Linked DNA regions of Mus musculus: all the other regions are linked to region 1. The links are chromatin contacts, called in public HiChIP or PLAC-seq maps. All regions are on one chromosome and are shown on one strand. Each heading gives the region's core, a stretch centred on a gene start, on an enhancer-like site or on the middle of the called end of the contact. The rest is flanking DNA. Distances are from core to core; before and after follow the strand shown. Region 1 holds the start of Spata33 (spermatogenesis associated 33). Region 2 overlaps C230057M02Rik (a long non-coding RNA gene). Region 3 overlaps Acsf3 (acyl-CoA synthetase family member 3).

Region 1 (4,771 bases), core at 1,423-3,922:
AGGACTGGGGAAGGGTGATTTTGTACAAACCTTCAACTGGAACAGGGTATCTGCAAAGACAGAGGACACAGTTTAGAGAACTTAAAGAGACGTAACAAGCAACGCATCTGACAAGGTAGCGGACTCAGTGGGATCCTTGCAGATGCCAGGGGCTGGCTCACACCAGACTGGAAGTCTGTCTGTCCTACAGTGCAGTCGGAAGATAGAGCCATGTTAGACACAGGCCTCCAAACCAACAGGGATCCTCACTAACTTTGTCAGGAACATAGGACAATCTCAAAGGGCTACTTTAAGGACAGACAGTGTGACGTATGCAGCTTTTGGCCATGGTCAGAGTGGAGATGGTGGCTTACAATTTATTCAACTTTACAAAACACGTGGCGTTCTTTATCTTCAGTACCAAACTTAACCCTTAATACTTCATGGTTGGTTTTGCATAGCCTTTCCTTTATCTTCCCAAAGGCAAATAGATGGAATTAGTGTGGGGGTAAGCCTGAGGTCACCGAAGAGGCTACTCCATGACAGCTGGCATTTCTAAGCCACAGCACCAGGCTCCAGCACACACTATTCCCACCTGTACTAAGCCAAAATAGGAACAACCAAACTAGCTACTCATTCAAAAACTTGGAACGGGACAGGCGGTGATGGCACACGCCTTAAATCCCAGCACTAGGGAGGCAGAGGCAGGCAGATTTCTGCGTTTCAGGCCAGCCTGGTCTACAGAGTGAGTTCCAGGACAGCCAGGGCTACACAGAGAAACCCTGTCTTGAAAAACAAAAACAAAAACAAAAAAGAAACAAAAACTTGGGACAGGCAAATTCAATTTCTTATGTTTGCTGTTTTGAGACAGGATTCCCACTCAGACTCACTAAGTAGCCGAGGCTGGGGACACTTTGACCTCTTGACCCTTCTGCCTACCTCCTGAGGGCTGGCATTACAGTTGGAACCACCGCACACCGCATCGGTAACTGGCTCCGTTCCTGAATCTGCAGAGTGCTGTCATACTTAATTTCTAAAGCCTTACCCTAGCAGTCCAGACTCAGGGCACTGAGGGTCTGTGGATGCAGACAGGGCCTGGCAGAGACCTGCCGGGCTGCAATCACCTCTGTGCATCTCTCACCACTCAGGGTAGGCTGACCATGACACAGTGACTGGAGGAACAGTGTCACCTAGGTATGGTCCAGCCATTTCACTAGTTTTAGGACACTGGCCAAATCGCCCCCATTTTAGCCCGTACTTTCATGTAGACTCTAGAGGGACTGGACTCTGAAAATCGGGAGAACCCTGTTGTGAGCTGCAGAGTGAACTGTAATGTCAGACAAGGGTCCATCTTCTTCCCAAGGGACAGTCTAGGATTCTTTTTTGCTTGTTTGTTTTTGTTTTGTTTTTCGAGACAGGGTTTCTCTGTATAGCCCTGGCTATCCTGGAACTCACTTTGTAGACCAGGCTGGATTAAAGGCGTACGCTACCACGCCTGGCTCAGTCTAGGATTCTTACGTCTTCTACAACAATGACACAGTACTTTAGCTTTCTACATTTCAGAAAGCAGTTTAAAAACAAAACAAAACCTCCATTACAGCCCTAGGCGGTGGCACAGACCTTTAATCCCAGCAGTGGGGAGGCAGAAGTAGGCAGATCTCTGAGTTCAAGGGCAGCTTGGTGTATACAGTAAGTTCTAGGCCAGCCAAGGCTACATAGAGAAGCAGTCTCATACAAACAAAAACTCTATGATACTAGCCCATAAAACCTATTATGAGTTCCTTGGGAGTCTAGAGGTTGGAGCCACGGCAGGTCGAAGTGACTCGTGACTCATACTGCTACGGGTGGTTCCCTTCCAACCTGTTAACCTAAGGTTAACCGGGCCCTCCTACTAGGAGGGAACCCAAAATCCTACTGTTTGGCACTTGAACTCCTTTGTATCTTAATTACTATTTCTCTGGGTACTTTTCTGGTGCCTTCTGACCACACTCCGTTGTCCCCAAACAGAAACAAAACAAACAGGGAGAGTGGCTAGTGGAAGTGGCCTGGATCGGGGGTCGGGTGTAGGATCATTTGGACAAGATTCAGGGTTTGGATCCCGGGCGTGGGGTGCAGGCCTGGGGAGATCTGGTAAAGAAACAAGACCCAGGGGTAAGAGCTGGCTGGGGGTCTGGAATCAAGAATCGGGAGCTGGCTTCTGCTGGGTTGTGCGATCGAGGCCCAGGAGAGGGTTTCAGCTAGGATGTCAGGGTTCAGGCACCGGGTCGGGTCCTGGTGGCTACACGGGCTGCAGGCCCCAGGGCAGGTCCTAGTCGGAGGTCTCGAGCCCAGTGAGCTGGGGGCGGGTCCCGGTCCGAATACAGGGTATAGACTATGGGTCCCAGGCCCGGGGGGATAGAGTCTGGGGCTGAAGCCCGGGGCGGGTCCGGCTGGGTTATGGGGCTGAGGCGAGACGTCCGCAGACTCCCGCTCCGACCCCGAAGTGGATGACAGCCCCTTACCGTCCATGGCCGGTCGGGCTAGCACAGCCCTCGGGGCGGCGCAGGGGACGCGATGTTACGGACCCGCTGTCTCCGCGAGGGCTTCCGGGGTCGCCACCGCTTCCGGTCGCGCGGCCGGCTGTCGCGAGAAGATAGCTCCGGGGCGGGGCTTGGGCGGGGCCTGGGCGGGGCTCAGGCACGGCTCGCGCGGCACGCGGTTGCCATGGTAATGAGCTCCCGGAGCCTAGTGTGGGTTTTGTGAGTCGGTCGGGTTAACCGGCCCCGAGGCCGCCCGGCTGGAGCGGCGGGGTCACCTATGGGCCAGTCGAAAAGCAAACCCAGAGAGAAGAAAGGTAAAGGGCGCCGCCTGGCGGCGAGGCCCGCCCTCCGTGCGGGCGTCCGCGGGCTGTAGGTCTAACGGCTTGTCCGTCCGTGTGTTTCAGAGGAGGAGAAGAGCACTACCACTTTAGTTACAAAGTCTAAGGAGAAAGTAATGGAGAAGGAGGCCAAGCAGTCTGACAAGGAGTCGCAGCCTGCCGAAAGCCTGTTGTTCGCGACATCCAAGCACTCAAGGCCGTCGTCTTCGTCTGAAGGTAGGGAGATCCAGAGGAGACCGGCCGCGGCAAGGCAGCAGGGATGGGACCTCTTTCTAAGGATGATGACCCGGGAGGTAAATATTACAGGGTTCTCGGTGCAGGGAAGGTGAGCGAGAGCACTGCCCTTGGCTCTAGGCTAGGCTATAACAGGGATTTCAAGGGCATCTTGTATATCTGGAGACCCTGTTTCAGAAGGAAAAAAGAAATTGAGACGAAACTTGAGCGATCCATAAAGTGTTCCCCAAAGAGGGTTAGTAGGGTGCTCTCTGGTCCCACAGTGATCCCTTCAACATGTTACAGCTTGGAGCAGAATTCTCCTCGGGTGATTGGCCAGGCTGCTGTGTGACTGACTCCTGAGCGGAGAGGGCTTGGTGTCCCTCAGCCTGGCCACAAAGATGGGAGGGCGTCTCAAGGTAGAAAGGACCGTGAGTGGGACAAAAGTGTTTCTTTTCACACCCAGCATTTGGCAGACACCAGAAACTGCTGCGAATTCCACTTTTCCCCGAGGCAGACGTTTGGCCTGTTTCTACCTTTTATAGTAGCTTGGTATGGCCACACAGAAGGAAACGTACAGAGCCTTCCGACACTGTGACACCCCCCCCCCCCCCATTGTCAGAAATAGAACTGTTGCAGGTTTAAAACAAGGAAGGCATTAGGAATTGGATGCTTTGTCTTTCTGGTTCCAGAATGGAGGCCTGTATGAAAAACAGAGCCCTAGGAGGACCTACCCCAGGCTCACTGCCGGAATCTGGTGGAAGCCAGAGGCGCAGTAGCCGAGGACAGTTGAGAAGGATTGGAGGTAGAAAGCACAGACCCTCCTCTCATTTGAGAAAGAGGTTGAGGCACCCATGGGTCTTGGGGAGGCAGTTTGAAATCCAGGTGCTGGGACTGGATTTCTGAGGTCTGACCTTGAAGCTTAGGGGCCCCTCATCTGAGGCTAGAAGGCTACACAGAGGCTGCAGACCTAGGGAGGCTTGTGATGTGATATCTGTCGATCAGGGCGCTTTTAGCTGATGACAGAAAAGCCAACTAAACAAGATTTTGTCACCCTGTGGTTTGATGTCTCACCAAAGATGGGTCAGAGATGGCGACCACCACCACCATGCCTGGCATCGGCATCGAGGACTCTGTGCTCCATTGTGTCGCTTTCAACCTCAGGAATGTCTTCCTTCACAGTGCCAAGGGATCTGGAAGGCTGCAGCCTCACAGGCACACAGACCATGCTGACCCTTAAGAGATGTGGGGCCTTGCTTGCTATTGGCAAGGAAGCCTTTCTGAGATAGGCTTCATCTGCCCAGCCTCTCTAAGATGGCTCCAGCTCTACAAGTTTGTAAGGCATCAGGGTAGACAAGGCCTTTGCCAGCGAGGAACTCCCCATTTGAAGGCCACCGGTGACACCTGTCATACAGCGTCAACATCTGGAGGAAATGCAGGTGGACATGAAGAGAAAACCAAGTGAGTCTGGTGTCAAGAAAAGATGATGGAGCAGGCTCAGCAGTCACAGGAACAAAGCCACTGACACATGCGACCCTGGAGGGAGCCTCAGAGCATGAGGTCTGAGGAAGCCAGGTGTAAATGTCCGTGTATGTTATGACCTCCTTTCTAGGAAGGCCTTGAACTCACAGTCCCTTTACTGCAACTCCCCAGGTGCTGGGCCCACGTTCATTTGGAAAGGATTCTAAAACCGCACAGGCTAGGCATGGAGTTATAGTGCCA
Region 2 (4,771 bases), core at 576-3,075, 470 kb before region 1:
ATACGTCCCTCAGGGAAACCCTCTCTCTGTAAGTGAGCAAGTATCTGAGGCACACAAGGAGAAGATCACTGCTGAGTGAGAGACAGTGTGAGAGGGCACCCACGGCCCAGCTAGGGTTACACAGTGACTGTGGAATGGATATAACCAGCAGTCACAGGTTAGTGTGTGGCCTGCCCGAGGGACAGGGTGTGCCCCATGCTGGTGTGGCATGAAGACGCGTGTGTTTCAGGGGTTGTTTCAGGCAGCCCCCACAAGATCTACTCCCCAGCTCATTAAGGCTCTCCCATTATTCTGACATTTGTGCACATCACGTACCGGCAAGAAGTAATTTACTTAGAAGAAATTAAAAGTTCATTTTAATTGAGCGCACACTGCAGTATGCAAATGCACAGCACATTATGTACACTGATGCAGAGACAAAGCCATCATCAGCGTTTAACCCTCTGTGTGCTGGACTCCTCTGCTCCAGGAAGGGGGCTCCAGGCCTTGGGAGGGCCTCCTCATCCACCAGCAAGAGGAATCCTCAACACTGAGAGTCTACTGAAATCTCTGGATGAAAACACTGCCTATGCACTGGGCCTGGCCTGGGGCAGGGCGGGGGAGGGCAAGACTGGAGGCTCAGCCCAATCCAGATCCAGTTCACAACCTTAACTGATGAAGTCTCAATGAGACCGTAGGTTCTGGTGGGGATAGGTGCATACACGCCTACAGGTCCAGTGCCACTGTGCAGGCTACCTCTGAGCCTGACTCGTGGTGGATAGGCAAGGTGGGGCCTGGTATCTTCCTCCTGTGAGAGAAGGGCTACAGCAACTACCATCCTCCCAGGGTCCATGTGCCTCCCAACAGCCCACAGCAGAGCTGTGGGTAATGGCCCCATAGCAGAGCCTGTGGGTAACGGCCCCCACAGCAGAGCCTGTGGGTAACGGCCCCACAGCAGAGCCTGTGGGTAACGGCCCCACAGCAGAGCCTGTGGGTAACGGCCCCCATAGCAGAGCCGGTGGGTAACGGCCCCCACAGCAGAGCTGTTCTCCTCTTTAAGGCCCAGTGCATTCCATGCACCAAGGCTGCATGCGTCCCATCCACTCACTGTGCATTAGAACTGCTTCTTTCAAGAGAAGCAGACGGTGCACTTCCTGGAGAGGTTCTGAGAGGTGGGGCTGGAGTCCTGCCCAGCTCCTGGAGTCCAGACCCTATACTGAAGGTCTTAGAAACCGGGGGGGGGGGGGTGTAAGGAGAGAGGGATGGAGGGAGGGAGAGAGAGAGAGAGAGAGAGAGAGAGAGAGAGAGAGAGAGAGAGAGAGAGGATCCCTGAGGGTCAGCCAGCCTGACCACGGGCATAACGCCTGGATGTGTGCCTAAGTCTCAGGGGTCTCCTCACCTCATCTAGGGATGGGCAATACTTGGCCCCTCGAGATTTCTGTGTGTCACAGCCCAGGCAGCAGGTGTCTGGGATGGGTCTCTGCCTTCCCACAGCTTCCCCCCCCCCTCCGCCACTCCCCTCCCTGTCCCTTTACTCTGGTTCTTCTGTATTGGGTAGCAGGGAACACCTGTTCAACTCAGCCAGCCCACACCAGGACAGAGCAGAAGGCCAACTCCCACCTGGCCTCCCTGAAGGAGTAGATTGGTCGGGGGATGGGGGCAGGGCAGGATTCCCACCGGAGCCAAGGCTGGTCCCCAGGTTGTTGTTTTCACGTTGGATTTTTGCTACCTGTCAGACCTGGGATTTTTAATGACAGTGAAATGAAGCTGCTTCACAGATGTGAGGTGACAGGCAGCTGCAGGAGGTAGACAAATTACCTCCAGACCCAGCCCACAACGCCCGCCCACGCAGCCACACAAAGGAAGCCAGCCTGCCTCACTTGGATGAGCAGAAGCAGCAGGGGGCCTGAGAAGCCAGTTCCAGCTTCCCCAAGGCTCCTGCCCTGCCACGGGCAGCGCCTGCCCCCTATACAATAAGGGCAGCCTGGCTACAGCCTTCTGGCCCTGGCCCTCAGAGTTCAAATGCACAACGAGGTTCTCTCCTAGACACAGCGGTGTCTCCTGCTCAAAGATCAGCTCCCCATCCGTTAGCCATCCGTCTCAGGAGTCCGGGATGAGCATCTGCTGCGGTGGGAGAAGGAAGAGCCCTAGAAACCCTAGGGTATGGGGTTCAGGGTCAAAAACAGAGAGCCAGAGAATCGGGAACCTCTGGGAGAGAGGGAGACCACAGACGGAAGGAAGCCGGAGAAGACAGCTGGAACCAACTTTCTCTCAGCTGGGCTTGGCTAGGTGTGAGGTGTGGAGGGAGCTCCTTCTCCTCCCCTGGAGCTCTGAGACCCTAGGTGGTTGAGAACTTTGGCGGAGAGGCCCATGGAGGGAGTCTGGACTCTAGACCTGCATTGACTGTACACCTGCCACATTGACAAAGAAGGCCTCAGACTTTAGTTCATTGGCCTCGCCTCTTCCTATACAGGAGGCCCCAGGGAGTCATGGGAGAAGAGATGAGGTCCTGGCCACAGGATTGGGGGCACAGTCTATTCCTTGCCTTTACCTAACAGAATAGTGACTGTGATCCCCAGATGGAACTGGTCCCCCAGTTACTCTCTGGACCACCTCCCTCCCCAGGTGGTAGGAGTTTACCCCTGTGCTCTCTGGGCTCTGAGGTGTGTCCCTAGGGTCTTTCAGCACTATCAGACCTTCATCCTGTAAGACTACCCCCTCCACACACGCTGGGAGAGTGTTCTGGTAGCTATGTGGCTGTATGTGAGCTACTGAATCCTGTGTGCCTTTTCTTCTGGTGTCACGGGCACACAGCTGGGCTTGCCCAAACCACAAGAGGTTCAGCCTTGCCTCCAGCCCTCTAAGTCTGTGAGGCCAGCTAAGTCGGGGTTCTGACTCCTTGTACGGGGACCAGGAGTATCTTCAACACCGTTCCTTCCTCCTGCACTGACCTGTTCGTGTGCACGGCCCCAGAAGCCCCTTCGCTCAGAGCCCCTCTGTCATGGCCAGCCGTTTTCCCCTTTCTCTGTCTCATTCCACCTTTAGTTATTCTGTCCTATCCCAAATAAGCTTCTGGAAAGCTAGTGCAGGCCTGCTCTGGGGTGTTCCTATCACCCCACTTTGTTGACCTCGGTCATGTCCCTTGAGTGGCTCGGTCTCCACTCTGCTCACTAAGACCCTGGCTCTGCAGCCAAATGATAGGGTACTTGCAGCCCTCAGACCCATCAAGCTGAACATGTGCATCATGGGCATTGGTCTCACTGGGCATGTGCCAAGTGTCAGGCGTAGGACAGGGTCCTCTGGTGTTCACCATGGGCCACAATGCACATAGATGGACCAAAGGCACCAAGAAGAATCCCATGAAGGCCAGTGATGGTGATCAGCTTACCTCTGGGTCACTGGACAGCTGATATTGCAATGAAAACTTGACTCCTGGCTTGTGACCTTCAATGCCAAGGCCATGTTGGCTCTGTGGGAACTTGCATGAAATCCATGTGGCTCTGTGGAACTTCCCTGGGGTCCACGTGACTCTGTGGGACTTGCATGGGGGTATATGTGGCTCTGTGGGACTTGCATGGAGTATATGTGGCTTTGTGGGACTTTCATGAGGTATATGTGGCTCTGTGGGACTTGTATGGGGTATATGTGTCTCTGTGGAACTTGCATGAAGTCCATGTGGCTTTGTGAAACTTCCCTGGGGTCCACATGGCTCTGTGGGACTTGCATGGGGTCCATGTGGCTCTGTAGGAACTTTTGTGAGGCCCTTGTTGTAGAGAGGACCTTAATAAGGGGACATCTTGCCGTTCATCTATTCCATGTGACCAAAAGACTTCAGCTATGGCTCCCTAGAACTCTGGATTCCAAGAGTCTTGATTTCTGTTCCTAGACCTTGGCCTTCTGTCTCCCCTGAAAGCTCAAGACCCTGGGCAGCCCTCTGCCTGACCCTTCCTGATGGACCTTAACCTGCCTCCAGCAAAGCTTTCCTGTCCTAAAGAAACAGAAACATATGAAACCCTCGTCCAGTACTCAGAACAGCCACAGCTTGGTCCTCTCTGAAGTCACCAAGCACAGCATGTACCATCATTTGTGCACGGTGGAAACACAGTCCTCCCAGTGAGCAATCACTGGACCCAGCAGCATACAGGGTAAGGGAGGTCTGGATATGCTTAGGACACACACTTGAGTCCACTATTCAGTCCTGGTCTGACACATCACAAGCCCCTAAATATGGTGGGGACAAGTGGCCCACCCCACTGTGTCTCCAATGTGCCTGTTGCCGCTTTCCTCGCAGCAGTTCCATTGGTGGAGAAGCATCCTCATTCTGCCAGAGCCAAGGAGGGTGCTACCCACTCCAGGTACCGACTCCCCAGTGAATGCTCGCTTCAGAGGATGCAGGGAGCAGTAACACCCTGCTATTTCTATTGTAACACCCTACTCATTATTGGCCACTGCAGCCAGTGGTTGGCCTGTGGAGAAGGCATGGTAGCCTGCCACTTCTCTTTCACCCAACACTACACTGTCCCTAGACATGGAACACAGTAAACAATTGTGGGCTGAATCAGCAAACAGATAAAGTCAGTGGAGTAGCCAAAGGGACCCAGATGCCTGACTTCTAATGGTTTCATGTGAAGACCAGCTAAGGAAGGGGTACTTGGGGCCATCTGTGGGTCCCCATACAGTCAAATATTGAAGTAGGTAGACACACAGCCTTGCAAAGCCAGGGGTAGCTAGATGAACCCAGTAGTGTGTGTGGGCACTCTGGAGTGGTCCCACAGAGCTTAGGTGGTCTGGT
Region 3 (4,771 bases), core at 778-3,277, 410 kb before region 1:
ACATTTGCTGCAACACTCCATGATAGCCAGTGAATAGCATCAGCCAGCGTAGAGCTCAATAAAGAGACCGGGGTGGATTGTGTACCCAGTATGCACAGTGGAATGTAGAGCCATTGAGCCTTTAAAGGAGGCATACTGGGCATGTCAGTGTGTGCCTATAAGCCCAGCACTCAGGAGTCAGGTTAGTAGTAGCATTATGAATTCTAAGTCAGTCTCGGCTACATAATGGGACCTGATCTCAAAAAGGGGCATGTGCTGTCATCTGGGGGGATACATGAATGGTGAGGTGAGCCGGGCACTGAAGGCTCCATGGTGGTAACCAAAGGCTGGGGCATAGTCCTATCGTGACACCATCGCTGGGGCACATGCACACTGGGTCCAGTCAGGACTGTTGGGCATCTGTCTCCATGGCCTCAGACAAGGAGAACCTGTTTGAGGTGCCTGAGGAGAGGTTTGGCTGGGTTTTAAGCAGGATTGAACCAAGAGTCTTGGGGAGCCAGTGTCCTGAGGACCCTGACTCTGCTCTGTGTTTGGAGGTGCTGATGCTGTGATAGCTGCTGGTCTCAGGAAAGCTGGTGTGGCACCGTGGGGTGATGCTGCACATCCTCAGGAGCCCATAGCATCCATGTTTCAAAACCCAGGTTACCATGGCAGATGAGCCATGATTCAGAAATGCAGCCTGCTGAGACTGGGGGAGAGGCAGACGTGTGTCTCAGTGTTAATAAGCTGGTGTGCTTCTAGTTCATGCCACTGGCCTGGGAATATGTATTCTTATTGTATGGAAGCTGAGATTAAGATTCATGGTGAGGCCCTGGTTAAAGATCCTCAGGCCTGCTGCCTGCCCACTGTATGAGCCAGGCAGCAATTTGCTGTGTGGGGCAGGGGGTCTTCAGGTGTCATTGTATAGCTGGCTGTGGAAGGAGCTTGGCTTCACCATGTTTGACTTCTCACTAGATCCTAAAGTCACACGTGGTAAGGTTACACTGACTGGCTTTCTAGCCACAGGAAGAATGCAGTGCTCCTGCCTAGAGCCAAGCCTTCTGTTACTGAGTTAGCTGTACGTGTTATTCTGTTCCAGTTGGATAGGACCCGTGCAGTGAGTATCATACAGGTGATGTTTACTGCCAAGCTGGGCTGCTCTGAGATGTTAGAACTCAGCAGGGTCCCTAGGGGGGTATCTGAGAGGGAAGGTGGGGTGCGGTAAAGTAGCTGCACACTGATCGATGTCAGGGATGGCACCAACACAGCTGGTGACTAGTCAGATGGCATTACTGGGATGTGAGGATTCCTGGGTGGGCAAGAGGCCTGAAATGACTGTGCTGTGGGGTTACTGCATCTGTAGAGTCCATCGACAGCAACCAGAGCCTTGACCATGGAGAGAGGTTCCTTCCAGCCCCCAGCCCTGCGCTCCATTAAAGTCCTGCTTCCTCCCAGACATCAGGTGGTAGAACCCTGGGGAGTCACACTAGAATCAAAGCCCTAACACAGCCAGATGTGATGTGTGTTCCTTTTTTGCTGCAAAGAGATGTTCCATGAGGTGGGCGTTCACTAATTGCTATTTATGAGACATTTGTTTTGCGTGGTGATTTGAGTCTGAGGTGTCTTCAGAAGGATCTGTTGGGGGGGGATGGATGACAGCGGATGGGCTTTAGAAAGTTTGTAGACCCTGAGGCCTCTGATCACATCAGTAGAACCAGCCCCTGATGGAATCTTGGCAGGATGGCATTCTGGGAGATAGAGCCAGTTTGGGGGGAACGAGTCACGAAGGGGGAGCTCTCCCAGCTCCTCCCCTCTGCTTCCTGCTCACCATAAGGTGGACAGCCCCGCTCCACTCAGCTCCCACTGGGACGGACGCCTCATCACAGGTCCAGAAGTGAGGAGCAAGGTGACCCTGGACCACGAAGCCTCGGGAACCACGAGGCAGAACAACTCCTTTGTCCTTTAGTTGTCCTCTTAGAAGCTTGTCACAGCCATGAAAAACTGACCAACACGAGGTGTTTCCAGACTTGGGTCTTGATGAGTCATTTTGATACATATTGATTTGAGGTTTTCTTCTGCAACTAAGGATCTCTGTCTCTAAGGTCAGTGCATGGGAGGAGCCTGCTGTTATGATGCAGCATATTTGAGAACTGCTCAAATGGTTCCTGGAGGGGACGGGCTGCTTCACGTGCCACCATCAACAGGTTCTGTTCCGTGTTTGGAATCTGCAGTTTTGCAATGTTAGGGGTCAAATCCAGGACCCACACCTACTCAGCAAATGCTCCACCGCTGGGCTATTGCTCCCCACAATCCTGCACATGCTAGGTTTTTATATGTGTACGGGGGTGCACATGCCATGGCATGCATGTGGAGACCAGAGGAACTCCTCAGTTGTTGTTCCTTGTCTCCATCTTGCAGGACTTTTTGTTCACTGGCATTTATAGCAAGATAGCTGGCCCTTAAGCCTGCAAGAATCCTCCTGCCCTCAACTCTCATCTTGCTGCATGCTTACATTACAGATACACATAACCACATGCTTGCATTACAGATACACATAACCACATGCTTGCATTACAGATACACATAACCACATGCTTCCATTACAGATACACACAACCACATGCTTGCATTACAGATACACACAACCACATGCTTGCATTACAGATACACATAACCACATGCTTGCATTACAGATACACACAACCACATGCTTGCATTACAGATACACATAACCACATGCTTACATTACAGATACACATAACCACATGCTTGCATTACAGATACACATAACCACAAGCTTGCATTACAGATACACATAACCACATGCTTGCATTACAGATACACATAACCACAAGCTTGCATTACAGATACACATAACCACATGCTTGCATTACAGATACACACAACCACATGCTTGCATTACAGATACACATAACCACATGCTTGCATTACAGATACACATAACCACATGCTTACATTACAGATACACATAACCACATGCTTGCATTACAGATACACATAACCACAAGCTTGCATTACAGATACACATAACCACATGCTTGCATTACAGATACACACAACCACATGCTTGCATTACAGATACACATAACCACATGCTTGCATTACAGATACACATAACCACATGCTTACATTACAGATACACATAACCACATGCTTGCATTACAGATACACATAACCACAAGCTTGCATGACAGATACACATAACCACATGCTTGCATTACAGATACACACAACCACATGCTTGCATTACAGATACACATAACCACATGCTTGCATTACAGATACACATAACCACATGCTTACATTACAGATACACATAACCACATGCTTGCATTACAGATACACATAACCACATGCTTGCATTACAGATACACACAACCACATGCTTGCATTACAGATACACATAACCACATGCTTACATTACAGATACACATAACCACATGCTTGCATTACAGATACACATAACCACATGCTTGCATTACAGATACACACAACCACATGCTTGCATTACAGATACAGATAACCACATGCTTGCATTACAGATACACACAACCACATGCTTGCATTACAGATACACATAACCACATGCTTACATTACAGATACACATAACCACATTTGGCTTTTGCATGGCAAGGGCTTATCCACTGAGCCATCTTCTCAGCCCCAAGAACCAGCTTGTCTGTATCTACAAAGAGTCATTTGGGTTCTTAATTGGAATTCAATTACACCTGTACATCACTGGGGGGCGGGAGAGAATTAACAATGACTAAGCCCCAGTCCATGAGCATGTGTGTCTTTCCGTTCACTTAGGTCTGACCTACCCTTGTTTGCGCCATCTTCAGCAATCAGGTGCTGTTTCTTTTTCTTTTTCTTTTCTTTTTTCTTTCTTTCTTTTTTTTTTTTTTCAAGACAGGGTTTCTCTGTGTAGCCCAGGCTGTCCTGGAACTCACTCTGTAGACCAGGCTGGTCTTGAATTTAGAAATCTGCCTGCCTCTGCCTCCCAAGTGCTGGGATTAAAGGCGTGCACCACCACTGCCTGGCCTTTCCTTTTCTTTACCTTCTGTTTCTGATACCCCAGTGGGTGTAAGTGCTGGTTGCTCATCGATAGTCTGTGGCAGCACAGCTAGCTCTGGGTGGGCACTGGCATCCTCTAGTAATTTGGCTAAGTTCACCCACTAGTTCAAGGACATTGTTTGACTTCAGGCTGTAATATATTAGGAATTTTCACATATGCCTCACGTTTTTTGCAAATAGCCCTTTTATTTCTTCTTTTCAAATTTTCATTCATTTCTTTTTTTTTTTTACACTATTTCCCCAGTTAGGTTTTACGTCATTGTGTCTCATAGAGGCAGGAAAATGGGCATACTTTGTGTGTGTGAATGTGTGTGTGTGTGTACTCATGTCTGTGCCCATGTGTGTGTGACACAACATACATGTTGAGGTCAGAAGACAACTTGTAGGGGTGGTTATCTCCTTCAGAGATGTGTGTGTGTGTCATGTGGGCACATCATGAGTTCTAGACCAGCCTGTCCTACAGAACAAGACCCTGGCTCAAGACAAAAAGTGGAAGGCTCATACTCTAATAGCAAGGAGAAGTGTAGACTAGCGGACATGTTCAACAGCAACACCATCGTTCACCACTGGCCTCAAGCATTACAGCCAAGGTGCAAGTGTATGTGCTGATCTTACATAGCCAGTGTATACAACATAACCACAAACAGCAGCCCCATGGTCAAGACACAGTGTCCGTGACAATGCTAGAGGAGCCAC

The links. HiChIP or PLAC-seq counts read pairs in DNA pulled down with a chosen protein or histone mark.
Region 2: a contact with region 1 is called in an H3K4me3 HiChIP or PLAC-seq map of bone marrow-derived macrophages, with 6 times the contacts expected there. The contact joins the enhancer-like site here to the promoter of Spata33 in region 1. A contact is called at or near these places in 1 of 15 datasets of contacts at CTCF or cohesin (large pre-B cells), 3 of 115 datasets of contacts at active chromatin or transcription factors (bone marrow-derived macrophages, large pre-B cells and pro-B cells) and 1 of 9 other capture datasets (embryonic stem cells).
Region 3: a contact with region 1 is called in an HNF4G HiChIP or PLAC-seq map of pancreatic cancer cells. The contact joins the enhancer-like site here to the promoter of Spata33 in region 1. A contact is called at or near these places in 8 of 115 datasets of contacts at active chromatin or transcription factors (the NIH/3T3 cell line, bone marrow-derived macrophages, embryonic limb bud and 3 more) and 1 of 9 other capture datasets (adipose tissue).

What each region holds. Positions count from the first base shown.
Region 1 is chr8:123,210,186-123,214,956 of GRCm38.p6, forward strand. Spata33 (spermatogenesis associated 33) reads left to right here and starts at 2,673. Exons shown (of 3, transcript NM_177279.4): 1 at 2,673-2,812; 2 at 2,903-3,052. The coding sequence starts at 2,776. It overlaps Chmp1a (charged multivesicular body protein 1A), which reads right to left and starts at 2,603. Exons shown (of 7, transcript NM_145606.3): 1 at 2,481-2,603; 2 at 31-50. The coding sequence starts at 2,487.
Region 2 is chr8:122,737,691-122,742,461 of GRCm38.p6, forward strand. C230057M02Rik (a long non-coding RNA gene) reads right to left here. Exons shown (of 4, transcript XR_001778694.1): 2 at 1-1,203. Among named protein-coding and RNA genes, the nearest start is that of C230057M02Rik, 13 kb to the right of the region's middle. Within about 2 kb of position 1,826, at least 49 of the 459 cell types and tissues checked have an H3K27ac peak or open chromatin away from gene starts, as enhancers often do. A contact at or near this core is called in pro-B cells, where this site is marked.
Region 3 is chr8:122,797,529-122,802,299 of GRCm38.p6, forward strand. All of the region lies in intron 6 of Acsf3 (acyl-CoA synthetase family member 3), which reads left to right. Among named protein-coding and RNA genes, the nearest start is that of Gm35466, 24 kb to the right of the region's middle. Within about 2 kb of position 2,028, at least 2 of the 459 cell types and tissues checked have an H3K27ac peak or open chromatin away from gene starts, as enhancers often do. A contact at or near this core is called in pancreatic cancer cells, where this site is marked.